Regions from separate parts of the Zea mays genome. Here region 2 is linked to region 1. A link is a contact called in public Hi-C data. All regions are on one chromosome and are shown on one strand. The core of a region is the stretch at or near the end of the contact, and the rest is flanking DNA. Distances in the headings are between cores, read along the strand shown.

Region 1 (3,711 bases), core at 325-2,824:
CAACGTGGAAGTAGGCAAGTGTTACTTGGCCGAACCACGGGATAAAATCGCGTGTCTCTTGTGATTGTTCCTTCTTTGATTGCCTGTGTTCGCAAGAGCTCGTCTCATTAACTTGATTAACCCGCACTAATATTTTTATAATCAAGGTTGTTGGTATTTAGTGTTGAATTCTATAGGATCACCTATTCACCCACCCCCTCTAGGTGCTCTCAGATCAAACTAGAGAAAGACAGTTCTTTGGGCCTGAAATTATACAAGAGGCAGAAGAACAAGTACGAATGATAAGGGAGAATTTGAGAACTGCACAATCAAGCAGAAGAGCTATGCTGATACCCGGAGAAGACTGTTAGAGTTTAAGGAGGGTGATCACGAGTATCTGAAGGTGTCACCGATCCGGGGTATGCGAAGGTTTAAAGTTAAAGGGAAGTTGTCCCCTCGCTTCATTGGACCTTTCTTGATCTTAAAGCGAGTGGGAGAAGTTGCATATCGACTAGAATTACACGATCATCTCGTGGACCTGCATGATGTCTTCCATGTATCCCAATTGAAGAAGTGCCTCAGGGTACCCGAAGAGCAGCTACCAATTGAGGATCTTAGTGTTCAGGGTGATTTGACTTATACGGAAATCCTATCAAGATTCTTGACACTTGGACTCGAGTTACAAGAAATAAGGTGATAAAGATGTGCAAAGTGCAATGGAGTCATCATGGAGAAGATGAAGCTACTTGGGAGAGAGAAGAAGAGCTCAGAATAGAATTTCCGCATCTTTTACCTAGTCCTTCCTAAATCTTGAGGACGAGATTCTTGTTAAGGGGGGTAGGATTTGTAATACCCAATTTGTAATGAAATGTAAAAGAAGAAATTATTTCCTTTTTCTATATTGGGTGTCATCTCTATTCACCATCACATGTGAACACCACATTTAAAAACAAATAATTAATAAAAGGCATGCCACTAAATTATGCATCATGCTGGGGTTTTATTTTGTGTGCATTTTGTGACAATATAAAAAATAATGTAAAAAGAAATATGTTAATATCTAAATTAGAATTTAAATTCTAAAGGAAATTCTAAGATTTGAGGGAAGAGAATAAAACTACTACACAAAATAGAGAAATAAATTCATGAACACAAGAAGCCCTTCCCATAGTAGTATAAATTTGTACATTTAAAATGAGTATAAGTTCACAATTGGAATTGAATTCAAATTTGAATTCTAGAAATTAAAAGGAAAAGAAAACAGTAAAAAAGAAAAGAAAAAGAAAAAGAAAAGAGTAACTAGGCCCTAACCTCAAATCGGCCCATAACTCTACACCACCACGCGGCCCATCTGCCGTGTCCTCGCGCACGCCGCTCACCATAACAAGCGGGACCGTCGCGACAGCCTCTCCACGTGCGCCTGCACTGGGTAACCGGCGCTGACAGTGGGCCCCTTCGGTCAGTTCCACTAAACTTGTCATGACCGCGGCGTGGCCCAACTTCATCGCCGAAGAACTCGGTGCTCGCCAACAACCTCACCCCGGCCGTAACTCCCTCGACCCGGTATAAAGCCCTGGGCGTATCCGCTCTTGTTTAACCGCGCACACGCGAGAGCCATCGAGCCTAGCCACTGGATTGCGGCATGCGGAGAGGGTTAGAATCGGGTGTCGCTATCACTGCCGACGGAATCACTTCTCCATTGCCGCTCAGCACCGGTGACCCGATCCCGGGCGTTCGAGTGTGGGTGCGGGGCATTCTGGGGGAAAATCTAGGTGTGTGAGTCCTTAGGGCGATAGAAATTTCTCACCATCGTTGAACACCACCATGAAGCCGCACCGTCGCGTGGACCGAAGAACCTACACCCCAACCCGAGGTATGCTTGGTACCATTTAGTTCACCGTGTTCTAGTCGTTATACTGCGCGGATAGACATTGGGATTGGCGGCCTACGGTGCAGAACTGGGTGTACGCCGGCGAAGTCGTCGCCTCGGCCGCGTTGGCGTAGTGCGCCGGTCGCAGGAGGAAGACGAAGATCCACCACCGTTGGATCTGGTACATGCGGTCGTGATTAGATTCAAACGTACCATTTCGGATGGGTAATCGTTCGTCGTCCGATTTTGATGGGACGGTATCGGATCAGAGTAGGCACTTTAGATCTGGGCCGTAGGATTAATCGAACGGTTCGGAGTATAGGTAACCTTTATAAAATCTGGAGCCTTAATCTTGGATCCGACGGTGGCATGAGAGAGTTAGGCTTTATCTGGGTCAATTTAATCATGGCCGTCTGTGCCTGATCTAACGGCTCCAATCACCAGATACCCCTTCGGCCTGTTCATTTCGCAAAAGAGTCCCTGGATTTGCTAATAATCAACCCGCAGTCCACACAGTGGCGCTCTGAGCCTTAGGAAATCTTGCACCGGGCCCCTTGCGCTTCTCCATTTTTGGTGCGCAGTCCAGATAGTTATTATAACAGAGAAATTGAATTAGAAATGGAATTTTAGTGTAAAAATAAATGCTAGAACTTGTTTAATTCATAGAAAATGCATACTTAGTCCAAATTAGTCCATTCCAGTTCCGATAATTTTGTAATATTATTGTTTATCAAATTGTGTCACTGTTTGGACATGAAAGCCACATTGAAATTGATATCCCAATTAATCTTGTAGAAATCACATAGAACCTTTGGAAATCCATAACATAAAATCTATAATTCCAAAATTAATGATTCATGTTCCTAGGATCTTATATTAATGTGTAGATTATTATTATGTATTTTGTTTACATGTTTGATGTGATGTTAATTTTCTTTATATACTATGCTTGTTTGTATTGTGGCGAGTAGAAGAGCCAGTGGCTGAGGATCCCAATGTTCAGCAGATAGAAGTTGCTGAGCAGGAGCTCATTGAAGGCAAGTTGTGCCCTTGATCACTTCCTTTTTACCCAGTCATGTTCTTATTAATCATAATGGTCTGCATAGGTTAATTTCGATGGGACCCAATAGGTTACCCTAGTTTTGCTATCTTTATACCTTGTATTACCACTGAATTTTTGGGTAGTACATGATATTGCTTTATGTGGTTTTAGGTATAGAGATATACATCACTCACGATTACACTTTTTATTATCAGTTTATTATTACTACTAGGTGAGTGCCCGTGCATTGCAACGGAACCGTATAATAACACGATAACTTATGTACATATGTGTGTTATATTGTTATGGAAAATGTTTCGGAATCCATTTGTGCCCGTGCGATGCCACGAAAGTTAAAATTTAGTATAAAATATAGATATAGAATGACAAACATCACTACGATACGAATATACGAAAGTTAAAATTTAATATGAAATATTAGAGCAGAAGGATTACATAAAAACAAAACACATATTATCATTGACCCCAATCTCTCACAAATTCTTTGTCAACAATCAATATAGAACTAAACTTGTACAAATCAAATTATACTACAATACGAATATAACCAAAATAAAGTCTAAAAAGTGATGACTAACGTTCAGCCATGCAGACTACCATCCCAGGACAATGACTATCAACGCTCCTCTCCATAAATAGCAGCTCCACCTGCACCAAGACGTCGTCGTCGCCAAACCAGCCATTAGATCATCTCACGGTTACAATAGTAGCGCTTTCATATTTATGGGTCCAAGGGATGCAATTCATGGCTTAAACGTTATCCAAAACTGTCGTTCCAAATTTCAATTCAAGCCCTAAC
Region 2 (3,711 bases), core at 717-3,216, 150 kb after region 1:
CAGGGTACTACTATGAGGCCTTTACAAAGTTCCACTAGCTTCAGAAAACCCGCTACAGTTTCTAGGAAGGGCAATATAGAAATCCCTCGTCGGAAAAGTCATCGCAGCATGATCGACCCGAGAACATCCCTATACGCAACTCCCCTACTGCCCTTGCCCCTTTCGGGTAAGGTAGTCCTCCACTAGCTTTTCTAATTAGTCAGCCAAGGGCGTCCCATACCACCCTTGTGGTAGCACTGTTTTTCTGGGTGGTCGCTCCATGTTCCAATTAACAATATGATCTTATCATGAACAATAATTAAACAACAACATAATTGGAACATGATGAAACATAATGAAAACATTAGTTTCCCAAAACTAGGTAGAGCAATAACAAATCCACCCAATAATTCATATGTATGCAAGGTGGGGGAAAAACAATGCTAGGGAACCTATTAGGTCCCATCAAATTAACCTGAGCATGTCGCAATGATTAACAACGAACATTATTAGGTAAAAAGGTTTGATCAAGGGCATAACTTGCTTGAGACTCGAGATTCCCAGGTACCAACTTTCTCTTCAAGTGACTCGTAACTTCGCTGCTAGCATAGCAATACAAACAAACATGGTATGGCAAAATTAACATCATACCAAACATAAGCACAAGCTGCATAATAATGTTCTACGCGTTGCAACGAGATCCTAGGTTCGAGAACCACTACATTCGGAGTTATGGTTATAAAGTTATGATTTTCGGAAGATTTAAGTGCTAGATATAAATCAAATTTAGTGGTTAATTTTAACCATATGTTTCATAACAAAATAAGTTACTAGATGATAAACAATATTAATATGAATTTAGTGGAACTAGAATGGATCAATTTGGAGTCAAATCAAAGAAGTTATGAATTTATGAAGTTTTAAAGTTTTTTTTAATATATAAAAAATCTTTTTCTGGTTTAATTTATTCAATTTGAGGCCCTATTTGGACCGTAAGCACAAATTCCAGAGAGTACAGGGTCCAAAGTATGAAACCTAGCGCTTGGATGTAATGATATTCTCACGAAGGTAGACTGCGGGTTTATTTATAAAGAACACAGGGACTCTTTTAGAAAATTCCCATAGCGAAGGGGTACGAGTGAAGATCGACCGTGCGATCAGAGGTGTATGGTGCGGATTAAATTCGTCCACAACCGAATTGGTATGCAACATGGAGCCTTGGATTCGGATCCAACGGCCCACAATCGATCCGAGGGTTGGAGCACGACATCCGATCCCACCCGTCTGTCCCGAGATCGACGGTTACGAACACATCAACCGAATCGTTATCTTATGAATCCATCACGACCGTCAATATCTAGATCTATTGTCCATGGCGTTCTTCCACACCCCGATTTACTAGAGTGACGGCGCACACAGCTCACACGGCGGCGCTCTCGCCGGAGCTGGGTGAACGGCCCAATCCCACCCCCGCTACCTCGACTAACAGGTTCTGCGCACGACGGGAATGATGCTAGACCAGAGGGGAGGTCTTTTTCCTTGGTTTGCGGTGGCGACAATCCGCACCACGGCACGAACGCTGGTAGGAGCTCCGTTGAGAAATTCCCGGTGCCACCGAGGCTAATTCTGGCCGTGATGTTCCGGAGACCCTTCCCCAGACTTGGCGGTGTACCCAGGTGAGCAGTCGGGTCCCGAGTGGTGACGCCAGAGAGGGGTTCCACAGCGGCGATTGAACTTCACACCCGATTCCTCTATTCACGGCGACCTCACGGCGATTGGTGCGAGAGAAGACAGGAGGGGCGCAGGTGCTCCGGGTTCTTATCCCCGGGTCGAGAGGACACCGAAATCCCAACTCCCCGAACCACGCGGCATGGAGTTCGCAACGGCAACGCTGCCATGCACGGGGAGTCCATTGGAGGGGGAGAGAGCTGACAAGGACCCACTGACCAGCCACTCAGCCAGAGACACACACTCGCAGAGAACGGCTGACAGTGGCCCTCACGCGTCGGTGTCACATTCGTGCACGGTGAGAGGTGGACTGGCCGGGCCCACACGCCAGCGCCACGTTCAAAGAATTGGGCCGCGCGACTGATGTGGTGGAGTCGGCCAAGACAGGGAAATCAGCCCACGCGCGCATGTTTCACTTTTCTTTTTTTCTATTTTTATTTCTTATTTGAATTTCAGATTTGAATTTGATCTCAAATTTTGTTTGTAAGCTCCTTTCACAAATTGAGTGCAAAAGTAAAAGTGCCAGCATGAGGAACTATAATTATTCATTTATATTTTTCTTTATAATATATATTCTTTTCCTTCTATATTTTAATTTCTTTCAACTTTTCAAATTCCTAATACAAATTCAAACCCGTTTCAACTTTCTGTTTTAAACTTCAGATTTCCAATCCTAATGTGAATATAAATCCTACAAATTTTTAATATTATCATTTTTGCTCCCTCCATTTTCCAATTCTAGAAGTAACAAATTACTATTGTTATTTCCCTCCATTTTCCAATTCTTGGAACAGGGTTTGTAGACCTTTCCCTTCTTTTGCTTGAGGATTTTCCGAAAGCTCTTGATGATAAGAGTCATCTCCTCATTATCGAGCTTGGAGGTGTCGATTGGGAGTCTACTTGGTGTAGACTCTTCCTTCTTTTCTTCCGTTGCCTTGAATGCAACGGGTTGTACCTCGGGTGTGGAGGTGGCACCTTGCTCCAAGTTGACAATGTGTTTGGAGTCTTTGATCATAAGTTTAAAGCTCACAAACTTACCAATTACCTATGTTTATATCTAGGATCCCCACAAATTAATTGAACTTGAGTGGAATTACGAAATAAAAGAGATCTTAGAATAACCTTAACCATTTCATGGTCATCCCACTTGGTGCTCCCGAGGTTGCGGACTTGGTTGACCATCGTCTTGAGCCGGTTGTACATTGCTTGTGGCTCCTCTCCTTTGTCGAGGACGAATCGACCGAGTTCTCCCTTAATCGTTTTGCGCTTGGTGATCTTGGTCACCTCGTCCTCTTCATGCGCCGTCTTGAGGACGTCCCAAATTTCTTTGGCACTTTTCAACCTTTGTACCTTGTTATACTCCTCTCGACGCAAGGAAGCAATGAGTATAGAGGTGGCTTGTAAATTAAAGTGCCTAATTTGGGTGGCCTCATCGAAGTCGTAGTCCTCGTCGCCCACCTGTGGTGCCTGCTCTCCAAACTCAATAATATCCCATATGATTTTGTGGAGTGAGGTTAGATGGTTCCTCATTTTATCACCCCACATACAATAATCTTCACCATCAAAATATGGCGGTTTGCCTAGGGGTATCGAAATTAAAGGAGTGTGTTTAGGAATGCGAGGATAACGAAGAGGAATCTTACTATACTTCTTATGCTCTTGGCACTTTAAAGATGTAGACTCGGTGCTGGAGGTGAAAGGTGATGAGGAGTCGGTCTCGTAGTAGACCACCTTATTCATTTTCTTTTTCTTCTAGTCACCCTTCCTATGTGAGTTGATGGAGTCGGCAAATTCCTCCTAGTGCTTGTCGTCGTCCTCCTTCGATGGAATCCTTTCATCGTCCTTCTTTCCTGCGGCTTCGGGCTTTTCACCGATGACCATCTCACTCTTGGCATGTTCTCCCGACATCACTTCGAGTTGTTAGACTCTAATGAAGCACCGATGACCATCTCACTCTTGGCATGTTCTCCTGATACCAATTGAAAGTCGCCTAGAGGGGGGTGA

The links. A called contact is a pair of places that touch in the nucleus more often than the background predicts.
Region 2: a contact with region 1 is called in a Hi-C map of leaf, with 5 times the contacts expected there. The contact joins the enhancer-like site here to the promoter of LOC100277875 in region 1. A contact is called at or near these places in 4 of 25 Hi-C or Micro-C datasets (bundle sheath, endosperm and leaf).

What each region holds. Positions count from the first base shown.
Region 1 is chr10:40,357,899-40,361,609 of Zm-B73-REFERENCE-NAM-5.0, forward strand. LOC100277875 reads left to right here and starts at 1,575. Exons shown (of 1, transcript NM_001364264.1): 1 at 1,575-1,808. The coding sequence starts at 1,622. The coding sequence ends at 1,759.
Region 2 is chr10:40,509,520-40,513,230 of Zm-B73-REFERENCE-NAM-5.0, forward strand. No RefSeq gene overlaps it. Among protein-coding and RNA genes, the nearest start is that of LOC103642390, 21 kb to the left of the region's middle. Within about 2 kb of position 1,967, at least 17 of the 20 cell types and tissues checked have an H3K27ac peak or open chromatin away from gene starts, as enhancers often do. A contact at or near this core is called in bundle sheath and leaf, where this site is marked.